Regions from separate parts of the Mus musculus genome. Here region 2 is linked to region 1. The links are chromatin contacts, called in public capture Hi-C maps. All regions are on one chromosome and are shown on one strand. Each heading gives the region's core, a stretch centred on a gene start, on an enhancer-like site or on the middle of the called end of the contact. The rest is flanking DNA. Distances are from core to core; before and after follow the strand shown.

Evidence for each region. Capture Hi-C pulls out chosen DNA fragments and counts their contacts.
Region 2: a contact with region 1 is called in a capture Hi-C map of bone marrow-derived macrophages, with 5 times the contacts expected there. The contact joins two enhancer-like sites. A contact is called at or near these places in 4 of 484 Hi-C or Micro-C datasets (CD8 T cells, bone marrow-derived macrophages, liver and 1 more), 5 of 115 datasets of contacts at active chromatin or transcription factors (acute myeloid leukemia, bone marrow-derived macrophages, effector CD8 T cells and 1 more) and 1 of 9 other capture datasets (bone marrow-derived macrophages).

Annotation. Positions count from the first base shown.
Region 1 is chr2:128,052,383-128,058,803 of GRCm38.p6, forward strand. The region is part of intron 14 of Acoxl (acyl-Coenzyme A oxidase-like); the gene reads left to right. Among named protein-coding and RNA genes, the nearest start is that of Bcl2l11, 70 kb to the right of the region's middle. Within about 2 kb of position 3,114, at least 54 of the 459 cell types and tissues checked have an H3K27ac peak or open chromatin away from gene starts, as enhancers often do. A contact at or near this core is called in CD8 T cells, bone marrow-derived macrophages and macrophages, where this site is marked.
Region 2 is chr2:128,391,396-128,397,816 of GRCm38.p6, forward strand. All of the region lies in intron 1 of Morrbid (myeloid RNA regulator of BCL2L11 induced cell death), which reads right to left. Among named protein-coding and RNA genes, the nearest start is that of Gm14010, 28 kb to the right of the region's middle. Within about 2 kb of position 2,481, at least 56 of the 459 cell types and tissues checked have an H3K27ac peak or open chromatin away from gene starts, as enhancers often do. A contact at or near this core is called in CD8 T cells, bone marrow-derived macrophages and macrophages, where this site is marked.

The DNA of each region.
Region 1 (6,421 bases), core at 1,864-4,363:
AAGAATTCTCACCTGAGGAATACTGAATGGCAGAGAAGCACCTGAAAAAATGTTCAACATCCTTAATCATCAGGGAAATGCAAATCAAAACAACCCTGAGATTCCACCTCACACCAGTCAGAATGGCTAAGATCAAAAATTCAGGTGACAGCAGATGCTGGCGAGGATGTGGAGAAAGAGGAACACTTCTCCATTATTGGTGGCATTGCAGGCTTGTACAACCACTCTGGAAATCAGTCTGGCGGTTCCTCAGAAAATTGGACATAGTACTACCGGAGGATCCAGCAATACCTCTCCTGGGCATATATCCAGAAGATGTCCCAACCGGTAAGAAGGACACATGCTCCACTATGTTCATAGCAGCCTTATTTATAATAGCCAGAAGCTGGAAAGAACCCAGATGCCCCTCAACAGAGGAATGGATACAGAAAATGTGGTACATTTACACAATGGAGTACTACTCAGCTATTAAAAAGAATGAATTTATGAAATTCCTAAGCAAATGGATGGACCTGGAGGGCATCATCCTGAGTGAGGTAACACATTCACAAAGGAACTCACACAATATGTACTCACTGATAAGTGGATATTAGCCCAAAACCTAGGATACCCAAGATATAAGATACAATTTGCTAAACACATGAAACTCAAGAAGAATGAAGACTGAAGTGTGGACACTATGCCCCTCCTTAGAATTGGGAACAAAACACCCATGGAAGGAGTTACAGAGACAAAGTTTGGAGCTGAGACGAAAGGATGGACCATGTAGAGACTGCCATATCCAGGGATCCACCCCATAATCAGCTTCCAAACGCTGACACCATTGCATACACTAGCAAGATTTTATTGAAAGGACCCAGATGTAGCTGTCTCTTGTGAGACTAGGCCGGGGCCTAGCAAACACAGAAGTGGATGCTCACAGTCAGCTATTGGATGGATCACGGGGCTCCCAATGGAGGAGCTAGAGAAAGTATCCAAGGAGCTAAAGGGATCTGCAACCCTATAGGTGGAACAACAATATGAACTAACCAGTACCCCGGAGCTCTTGTCTCTAGCTGCATATGTATCAAAAGATGGCCTAGTCGGCCATCACTGGAAAGAGAGGCCCATTGGACACGCAAACTGTATATGCCCCAGTACAGGGGAAAGCCAGGGTCAAAAAAATGGAAATGGGTGGGTAGGGAAGTGGGGGAGAGGGTATGGGGGACTTTAGGGATAGCATTGGAAATGTAATTGAGGAAAATATGTAATAAAAATATTTTTTAAAAAATTAAAAAAATAAAGATATACCTAAAAAAAAAAAAAAAAGAAAGAAAGAAAGGAAAGAGAAGAGAAGTATGCAAACAAACGAGCATCGAGCGATCGTCAAATCCAAGTCAGTAAACTGCTCATTTTCTTTATTTGGAGATGTAGATGGAGAATCAGGGAAGTCTGGAAATAAGGTTGCTAGAAGCATAACTATGTAGCACTTTCTATTTAGACAACTACTGTTACTCAGGTTTTTATTGTTGTTGATGTACAACCACAGCATTCTGACTGTCTGAGATACCACAGAGCTTCTGCAAACAATGGCAGCTGTTCTGTTTGTTACAAGTTTAGGCCTGACAATAGATTTGTTCAGGTCCAAGAGTTGAGGTTGGGGATCTCATCTCAGCTCTCATCTGTAGAAAAGGAGAAGTGTCCGTAGTGACTGGATGGCCCATGAGTGGCACATGCCTGGGCAAAGGGCACTCAGAACATCCCTCAATCAAGGATCTTCAAGAACACTGGTGAGGTGGTGGCTGATGGAGCTAGGAAAACATTGCTGTCAGTCAGCTCAGACAGAGACTCCAGTGCTGGCTGTATCCGTTTGAGGCTACAGACAGGACAGAGTGGTAGCCGGCAGTCTGCTTGTTAAACGTAAAAGATTTATTTTTATTATTTTCAGTTATGCATACTTGTGTGGGTGGGGGATTAAGTACAAGGGAGCACAGGTAGCTGTGGAGGCCAAAGTCAACAAATCCCCTAGAGCTGGAGTTGCTGGTGACTGTGATCCACCCAGTGTGGGTGCTGGGAACCACTGAAGGGTCCTCTTCCACTACAAGAGCAGCATATTCTGGTAACTACTGAGCCATCTTTCCAGCCCATACTTGTTAAGTTTTAGAACAAACAGGCTAGAGAGACAGCTCAATGGCTAAAAGTGCATCACATATTGTCCTTTCAGGGTGAGTTCCATCCCCAGCATCCATATCAGATGGCTCACAAGAGCCTGCAACTCAAGCTCCAGGGAACTTACTGTCCTATTCTGGCCTCCACAGACACTGCGCTCACATGCTTATACCCCACACACATAATAAAAAGTAAAAATAAAATCTCTTAGATACAAAAAACCTAGTATGGTGACCTGAATGAGCAGGTACTTGCCTAAAAGTCTCTTGGCACAGAAACATCAAGAGCTTTGCTCCAGGCACAGATCATTAGAGACAGAAGATGCCATGAGAGGTCACATGTCCCAGGTTCATAGTTTATGTTGAACTCAAGGGCTGCTTTATACAAAACTTCAACTTCCTCTCAGTTGTCTAGTGCTTAAAAATTCTGGGATGTGAAACAGGTTCTGTTGCTCAGGGTTTAAATACTGAAAGGCCTGAGACAGGGAAGAGGTGACATGGCCCAGGAAGGGATGGCACGCCCAGGAAGGGGTGACATGCTCAGGAAGGGATGACATGGCCCAGGAAGGGCTGTCACGCCCAGGAAGGGGTAGGCAGTGGTTTGCAGAGTTCTAGGAACAGAAATTCAGGAAGCCCCACGGTGGGCTGTGCTCACCTCTCAGCCTTCAGTGCTCTCAAGCATTTGCTTAGCTCTTCCCTCTTTGTCATGGCCATCGTTGCTATTTTAAAGCCCACTTAATAAATTTTGACATATGCACACACACACACATATGCATACATACATGCATACATGCACATATTCATATTCATTCATCCCCTTGTTTCTGTTCCTCTAGAGAACTCTGACTAAGACTTATGTCATGAAACTATCCTGTTACTTGGTCTTTTTTCTCTCTTGCTCCCTTCTCCACCCACAGGAGCTCAGAAACTTATTAATATCAGGACTCACGTTTTCTCCCTCGCTTCCAACCCTCTCTGTGCATGTCCTTTACTAGAAAGACATTAGCAAGTGACTGTTCACTCCAGACAGGACACCATGATAGACCAAAGAAATTACTCCATCCAAAGTCTAGCCTACTAACTCAGTGCGATTTGGGGTGAGAGGTACATACAAGGCAATAGGTGAGGAGTCACTCAAAGGCGTGGGTGACATAGGCAGGTGCGTCACTGAAAAGCCTACCTCAGAAGGGGTCATGACTTTGGAGTTCCCTGCACACTTTCACTGGAAATCTTCCTCTTATTTAGCAATTGTTCCAGCATATATAACCTGTGGAGAGACCTTGTGAACTGTAAGTTTTAGGAGCTTCCTGCACCTTGTTGTGTTTGCTCCTGTGCCTCTGAGCCTCGCTCCAGGAAGCAGTGTTTCCATTTGGAGGAAATAGTCACATAATATTCCCTCTTTCCCATACCCAGAGCCCTAAACTCTCTTTCTGAGAAGAGACTGAGAAGGTTAAGAGGAATTCGAAATAAAGAAGAGGAAAGAAAATTTTACTCCTGTTAATTACATGGGAATGGTGGCCATTTCCACGGGAGTCTGTGAGCTTGGAAGGAGTCTTTGAGATCATATAATCAGGCACATTCATTACTGGCTGCCTGCCTGGATCAAGACAGCCCATGCTTTCTTCATGGTGTTGGTCACCAAGGGTACAAGGGGACCGAGGACAGTCCAGAGATGCTCCTCCTTGCATCCAGAAGTGCTGTGCTGACTTCTTGGCTGGGAAGGAGCTTCTCTTTCCCTCATCTTGTCATACGTGTATTACTTGGAAACAAAAGTATCTCCCCAAATTATTCATTCAGTGAAATCCTATTACATCAGGATGAATTCGTCAATAATTATTTTACACTTTGGTCTATAATCCAATACTGTTGATTACTTCTTGATTTTGATCCAAAAAGAAAAAAATACTCATAGCTTTAGCCATGATGAGCTGTTTGTTTAGCTTGGTCTCCATGTCCCTTTCATAGACACCCTGACACCTCTTCCATTCATTCTTTCTTTTTCTTTTCTTTCTTTTTGAGCATTTACTTACTTCATGGTTTTTCTTTGTTACTGGCAACTCTAGATCAGGAGCCCAGGCTGCTCTGGAGAGAATTGTATTTAAAATCCAGTGTCTTCTCCTTGGGTTCCCTCTGCTTCCTTTCCAAAGCCATAGATTACGTATAAATATGAACATATATTAAGTCATATGTATTAGAAACCGTTAGAAACCATGAGTTTTTAATGATGGCTCCAACTCCAGTATGAACAATAGGGTTCATTTTAAAGTCTTTCTTTCATTTGTTGCTCCTTGTTTGTGTCTGTGTTCCCAAGGTATATGTCAAGAACTTAACAGAACTCTTCCTGGTGAGGAACACATTTACTAACTGGAATCCAGTATTTTTCTCTGTAACATTAGCCCTACATCATCAAATCAAAACAGCATTTCCAACATTTCTCTAACTAGGTCATTCCCACTTTTCTGCATGGCTCTCTATCCAGGAGTAGCAAACCAACTTGTTCCGATGTGTAATCTTCTTTCAACTCCCCCTATACCGTGGCTGATTTCACTTTTCCGTTTACTTTTAAAATTATTATTTTTAGGGTCTCTATGGGAACCTGTGAAGTTCCCTAGCCTCATTGCTGTACAGAAAGCTACATCTCTTTGGCTTCTTTTTGTTTTGCTTTACTGTTGTGGTTTGAAAATAAAATACCCCTACACATTCTGAAGTGTTGAAGACCTGACTCCTAGCTAGCAGCTCCTGAGAGGGGACTGAGCACACAAACCTAGTCAATAGAGCAATCCATTGATGGACCCATCATTATTGATCAATGATGGAAACTAGGAAGTAGGTCTTATTTGGAGGAACTGGGTCACTGGGGCTGTATTCTTGAAGAGTCTCCCTCTCCATCCCCCTCCCTCTTCCTCTCCCTCTCCCCCTCCCTCTCCCTCTCCCTCTCCCCCTCTCTCTCCCTGTCCCCCTCCCTGTCCCCCTCCCCCTCCCTCTCCCTGTTCCCCTCCTCCTCTCTCCCTCCCCCTCCCCTTCCTCTCCCTCTCCCCCCTCCCTGTTCCCCTCCTCCTCTCCCTCTCCCTGTTCCCCTCCTCCTCTCCCTCTCTCCCTCTCCCTCCCCCTCTCCCTCTCCTCCCCCTCCCCCTCTCCCTCTCCCTCTCCTTTCCACTCATCATGGAGTGAGCATGCTCCATGATGTTCTGTTTCACTATGACCCAGAAGCAACAGACCCTTGTTTGTTCCAGGTATTGTCTCCTGATGAGGGAAAACTTAGACATTCACCTTTCCCATCCTCCATTTCCTCCATTTCTCCATTTCCATCTCTCCCTTTCTCCCCTTGCTAAGCTGGCACTTGTATTTTTTTTCCCACAATGAATGTTCATGTGTGCATGCTCCTACTGCCTTTTTCTTATATGAAGGGTAGACTATATAGACTTAGATTTTACCCCTTGTGCTGAAGAGCCATCTGCGTTGTGGTTACAGCTCAGCTCACTAGGCCTCTCTTACACATTTGATTTCCCATTTATGATTTCATAATTTCTGAAACTCTGCTCAGAGGGAGAGGGTGACGTCGGCCGTGTCTACTTCCTCCTAATCTCATCCACAGAACAGAGTCTGCTCTTGTGCTTTTCCTTTGTTGGGTTTGATGGGTAACATGTTATCTCCATGTTACATGTGTGTGCATGAGCAGCTTTTGCTGTGTGAGGGTCACGGCAACCTTTCTTGTGTTTTCTGCTCCTACCAGGTCTGTCCTTCTCCATGAGCTTTTGATATTTTGCATCAATATTTTTTTCTGCACTAAGGACTGAATGAAAGGAGCCAGGAATGATGGCTCACACCTTTAATCTCAGCACATGGGAGGCAGAGGCAGGTGGATCTCTGAATCTGAGACCAGCCTGGTATACAGATCAGTTCCAGGACAGTTGGGCTACTACATAGTAAGACCCTCTTAAAACAAAGCAAGCAAACAAATGCTAATGAAAAAATCAAAAAGTGTTTATTAAATTAATTTGGTTTTTAAGAAAACATTCCTATGAAAGAAAAGCTGCAGGTTTGTGTCATTTTATTGTTGAATCTGTCATTCATTTTAAACAAAACAGTGCCATTTCTGCTGGCCAGAGTTTTGTCACTGTGGCACAAATACACACAGTGTAACAAGGAGAAGGTTGATCTTGGCCCACAGTTTCTGAGGACTCAGACCATGCTGACTGGCATTCTCTTCCAAGCCTGGGGTGAGTCAGAACTCTGTGATAAAGGGTGTGGTGCTCACCCTCAGCAGCCAGGAA
Region 2 (6,421 bases), core at 1,231-3,730, 340 kb after region 1:
AAGGTTGGGATCCTAGGCTGATCTAATCCCAGCAAGAAGAAACAGCCCACCTAGGGACAGGTGAAGTGGATGCAAAGAACCCCACACTGACCACCCTCTGAGCTAGAGAGTGATTTTTTTTTTTTTTTTTTTTTTTTTTTTTGCTGTCCTAGAACTAAATTTGTAGACTAGGTTGGCTTTGAACTCACAGAGATCAATTTGTCTTTACCTCCTGAGTTCTGGAATTAAAGGCATTTACCACCACACCTGGCTTTTTTCTTTTATTATTAAAAAATTAAACTTTATTTCTAAAAAAAAAAAAAAAAAGTGGGGAAAAAAAACCACACATCTTAGTTAACCAGACCCACAGTGTATACAACATGTGTATAGTCAGAGTAGCCATTCTGAATGGAAGTTTTGGTAAATTCTTACAAATCACATCTAGCTAATATTTTATTACACGGTGATTCAAACACCCAATTTCCACAGATGTGTGTGCATTGTTTAAACTGTGCTAATGGTCACAGCACTCTGAGCACTTTAACCACATCTCTGTGTGTCCTTCAGTGTCCTGTTTCCATTCACGTTGCTGCGCAATGGACAGCAGCACCTTTCTCTAGGACATTTTTGTCTTTTCAAACTGAAGCTGGCCCCATTACACTCCCTCCCCCACCTCCTCCCTTCCAGCCCCGCCGATCTCGATCTCCAGCTTCCACTCTTTGTCTATGAAGTAATCTACGCTTGGTGTCTCAGAATTGTGATCCCACTTTTTTTTTTTTTGAACATTAACAAATACCCTGAACACCCTAAGCACAGGAGAGGGTGACAGTTTATTGGCTACCCTGTCCCGCAATAAGTAAATCCCCGTTCACCACGGCCCTCTCCAGGTCTGCTGGCAGGAGTGATGCTTTTACAATCTAAAAACCAAAAGGTGATTTTTTTTTTTTTCTTTTTCTAATTGCACGAAGCACAGGAGCAAGAACACTACCAAGAAACCTCAGGGACACACTACATCTTGGGTTTGGTAAGTGACACACTTTTAAATCTGATACTTTAAAACTCATTTCAGAAGTCAAATAACCCAGCCCGCCACCTCCGACCCACCCCCCACGCCCTGTGAATTCTCTAGACTCTGTCACCTCGAAGGAGGGAGGGTGTAGGGGGTTGGGGGGAAGCTATTCGAAACAACAGGAAGTTTCTGTGGATCCTGACATTGGCCCCTGGTGACTGAGAGCCTAAATCAGTGAGTCATTCCCCCAAGACATAAGAAGCCGCGAGGACAAGTGAAGTCGATTGTTTAGTATTTCAAAATAAATAGAAGAACTGACAAAAACGGGGGGGAGGGTGGGGGGCTTTGTTGATAGGAAAGGCAAGATGCTTTTTAAAAACCCATCTGTAAGTGACAAGAAAGGCAAGTCAGATTTATTTTGTATTATGAGGGTCCTTACTTATTTTTTTTTTCAATGTTACTCCACAAGAGGTATTACAGGGCCACAGGAAAAATAGTTTCTAGGCAGCCAAATAGTAATTAATAATATCACAGGTAAGTTTGTGTGAGATATAAACTTTATGAGCTATTGAACACTGCTTCTGCATCATAAAGCCCACAGAGTCGGTAAGTCCGTGCAGTTCGGACAGGAAGTGAGTCCACACCGTGTTGCTCTTGGATCTGAAAAGTTCTGATGTTGGGCCAATGCTACAGCTTGTCTGAGGAAATAATACAAAAACCAGAGCCACAGAGGCCACGGAGTCAGATTTAGGTAAATGTCAACTCGTCTTAATTTCTGAACTGTCTCTCTTATTGGGTCACTAGTGACTTGGTGTCCAAAACCAAACCAAAACACCAAAAAGCTGAGGTTGGCTAACAAAATTCTCTTTCAGAAGCCTCAAATGACCTGTCGTCATGCATAGCTGTGCAGGGTAAAATATACAGAATAGAAATACATAAGAACATAAAAAGGGGCAGTAGCTAATATTTCTTCCTAGGAACAAGATGAAAGCAAGCTCAGAGAATCAGACTCTGCATTTGACAGTTAAGCTGGAAATCCAACAGCTAAGTCCCACAGGCACACCACCAAAGACCTCTTGTCACCCTTCTTATAAATAAGAACAAAAGCTGGACCCTCCGCAAAGGCAGTCAGGTGACCCGTGAGCCAGCAGCCGTCCCCACCAGGCTTCATGTCCATACTGTGGGACTCTGAAATCAACAAGTCACCAGACCACACACCAAGCAGGGCCTGCTCATTTCCCCGAGGGAAAATAACTATGTTTAAAATGAAAGTATGACCAACCCTGGCCTCAAGGCTGCTCAAACGATCTTGAGGAAGTTTCAAACACACCGAATTAGCAATCTGTCTGTCTTCAATTACAGAAGTACTAAAAGCCAAAATTAGCCGATTATGCTCAATGCACCCGAGTTTAAAAATGACCCCGCGAGCTTCTGCCATAGAAATCCCTACATTGTCACTGCACGATAAAAAGAGCCCTGGGACACTCACTCTTGTCCAACCACATTGCAGGTGGCAGAGTCCTTAAGGACGGTGACCTCCACAGGACCTTGCAGAGGGTATTTTATTTCTCTCTCTCTCTCTCTCTCTCTCTCTCTCTCTCTCTCTCACACACACACACACACACACACACCACGACTATATATTGTAGCTAAACTCAAGGCAGCCATGTACCAAACTCACATGACTGTGAAAGCCACCACCCCAGAGAAAGATGACTTAAAGCAGGCCCACGGGAGGGTAGAGTGACTGAGATGGACAGCCCCTGGCCCCCGGGGGTGAGCATCACACTTTCTAATGAACATAACTGAAATTGCCATTAAAGAGGATATCTGCATATCTTCTCCGCAACCCTGTGGTTTCGGAGTCCTGTGGTTGCAGGGATCTGCAAGAACCCCTGATAACTGGAGAATCAATGTCCCTGACACAGAAGCAGCAGAGTATGTAGAATTAATTTGGCTTTGGGATTTAATTCAAATAACTTAGGCCTAGAATAGAAGACAGGCAGCTGGACGTTTTGCTTTCTGGAACATTCCATGTAGTGGGACCTGACTTAGGTGGGTGAAGTTCTTGACCCTGAACAGAAAATAAAATGCTAAAAATAGTTCTGAGAATACTGCCTGTCTTCATAGCCAACCCTAGAATGTAGAATGTGCTACGTGTCTGTGAAATGGAGCCAGAGACTCTAAGAACAATGACCCCATGCCGGGTCCTCAAAGAAATACGCTGGAGCCTAGGACACAGGGTTTCTTTTCATCTCTGTCATAAAATGTAAGCACAAACTTCACTGTGAAACCCTTACCCCTGAGACCTTCCTCAGAACCTAGGAGAAAAATCCCTTACTCAGAATCCAGGTCTTCCCCAAGAGGGTGAACCCAGAGAAGCCTTTTCTAGGGGTATGGCCGATTGAGAGCCCAAGGTGTCTCCAACGGTCTTTTTCCCACCTTGTTTTTCTGATCTTGCTGTTCTTGTGAGACAGGGTCTCATAAGGTTATATAGCCCAGGCCGGCCTGGGACTCCCTGAGAGCCCAGGCTGGCCTTTCTACCCCAGCCCCGCAAGTGCTTGACATTAGAGATCTCTGTTATCATGCTTGGCTGCCTGGCTTCTCTCCCACTTTTTGACATAAACAACAGCAATATTTTACTGAACCAAACAGAGCTCAAGCCAGCCAGACCTCTGGCATTCCGTTTCCTCCCGTCAGCCTCACAGCCCTGTAGAAGTGTCTATAGTAGTCTTCCAGTTTTGTCATTGGGTTCCACTTAGCAACCCACACAAAAACTAAGAAGCCAGGAGAGGGATAGGTAAGACAGTGTGTGGGCTTCATTGATAGGCTCATGGAACTTCGAAGTTCAAATGAGGCCCCAGGGGAATGGTTCAGGGACATCAGTGTTGTGGGTGCCCTGCCTCTGGCAGGGACTGGCATCTGTCCAGACTGTAGCTCCTGTGTGCTCGGCTCTCATTTCCAGCAACCTGTACCCCTGTTTCCTTCCTGGTCTCTCAGCTATGGAAAAACACAAACAAGGAGGTGGGACCATTTTAGGTAGTCCTAGAGGCAAAGGTTGTGTGTCCCAGTCTCACAGAGAAGTGGGAAGCCACAGAAGGCAGAAGGGCCAGCCCAGGGCTCTGCTTTGACGGGACAATGGACACACCCGAGGGTCACTTCCTTTTACCTTCTGTGTGCTCTCAGAGGCAAGAGCCTCCAAACCCCTCAGCTGACAGGGGCCAGGACTCGAGAAAGGTAGAGGGCCTGGGAAGGTGAGGGTAGACTTTAATCTTGAAGTGGATAATGAGACAAAGGCAATGGTCATTGTGGATATTAAAGTCACTCCTTAAAAAAATAGAGGAAATAAAACTTCAAACTTTCTTAGTGTTTTGAAATCACAACAGTCTCAGATTGTGGATAATTCCATGTCATAAAAACAAACAAAGGGATGCATATTGCTATTAAATTGTTTGTGTTCTGCTACATGTATACACACACACACACACACACACACACCCTCATGCAAGGGTTTGAGGAAATATAATATCCTTGTTATTCAACATGAAAAATAAAGAAGAAAAATATATTTTCCACAGGAACAGCCATCTTCTCCTCCTTGATATCCTACAACTTTGTTTGGGACACATAAAGAGGAAAGTGCTGGGAAGTGGAGCGGGCTCCTTAGGGCCGGGAGCCCAAGCCTCAGCGGGAGGCCAGCAGCTGCGGAGAGGCTCAGGCTGCTTCATTTCTTTCTCAACACCGCCACCTACAGGGCCTGCCGGGAATGGCACTGCATGGTGCGGCCCAGACACCCTTAACAGAAAAACATTCAGAACAATCGCATCACTTTTTTTTTTTTCTTCAGCTTCCTGTTTATTAGTGTTTTATCTAAGAGCAGAACAAAAGTCTACATGGGGGTGGCAAATGCACGGTCCTACTCACAATAACACACACAGTTTTCAAATACAAGGGGATTATATTTTTACACCAAACCAACTCCAGGCAGGCCTTTATTAACTTCTGAAAGTTGAGAAACAAAAAGAGTGGAATTCTTTGGCACATCAAAATTATAAAATATCTTAAAGATTTTTTTTTTAAAAAGGAGATGGGGAGAAGGTTCAGTTAGTGGAATGCTTGCCCCACAGGCATATTAAAAACAAATAAATAAATAACAGGTATGGCCCTCCAAAGCTAGGGAGACAGAGGCAGGACAGCTCCTAGGACTTGCCCAGCCTAGCCAGCCAGCTGATAACCTCTGGGTTTTGTTTGTTTGTTTGTTTTTCCTTTTCTTTCTTTCTCTTTTTGTTTTTTGATTTTTTTTTTTTTTTTTTTGAGACAGAGTTTCTCTGTATAGCCATGGCTGTCCTGGAACTCGCTCTGTAGACCAGGCTGGTCTCGAACTCAGAAATCTGCCTGCCTCTGCCTCCCAAGTGCACCACCACTGCTCAGCTTAAGCTCTGGGTCTGGTGACTCGTCCTGCCTCAATAAAATAAGGTTGAGAGCAATTGAGGAAGACAGTAACGTTGAGGTATCATCAGGACACGCATGCATGGGCACACACATGCACAGGCATACACATGTCCATACACTCCACACACAGGTACACACATCTGAACACACACATACCATACATGAACCAATAATCTTTTTTTTACAGATAAACAAGCGTGTTTGTTTTCTGCACATTTGAATGGTAGTATTCATTTCTATACACCTCACTGGTAAGACTTTGTATGTTGTTTGGCAAACTCATGAAGGCAATGAAAACCTAAGTGTCCGCCCATCTGTTTCGGAGATTGGGTGGGTGATGGAAAGGACAAACGCAAGGTGCCCGCTGTTTCCATGCTCAGAGGTGAATAAGGGCTGGGAATGCCTGCACTTCTCACACAAACACGAGCCCTGGCGAGACTCCTTCTAGCCTTTCCCTCAGCCTGGCATGCTGCTCTTCCAAGCCTATGTTCTCAAAAGTCTCAGGGACAATAAAAGTGAGGGGCATGCCACACAGCTGGTGGTCATGGGACCACTGACCTCACATGCCACCTTTTAAAAGAAAGGTTATGTGTTTTATTTTCTGAACATGGGTGGTTTGCTTGTGTGTATCTAAGTGTGCATGCCTGATGCCCTATGAAGTCAAAAGAGGGTGTTGGATCCCTGGGGACTCAATCTACGGAGTGTTGTGAGCTGCTGTGTGGGTGCTGGGTACCAATCCCAGGTCCTCCTCGAGAGCTGAACCATCTCTCCAGCCCCACCCACATGTGCACACGTCTCTCATCATCCTCAGAGATGAACATGCGGGGAATTCTTATAATTACAGCCAGCAAGCAAAACTGTTGTTGTATTTGGTGACCTTCCTTGTTCTTGTGATGACTCAGGTCACTTTAAGTCCTCTAGCACGCTCGGTTATTCAGAGACTGTTTGTTCTGGCTTCCAAGTTTGAGTCTTATTCTGGTT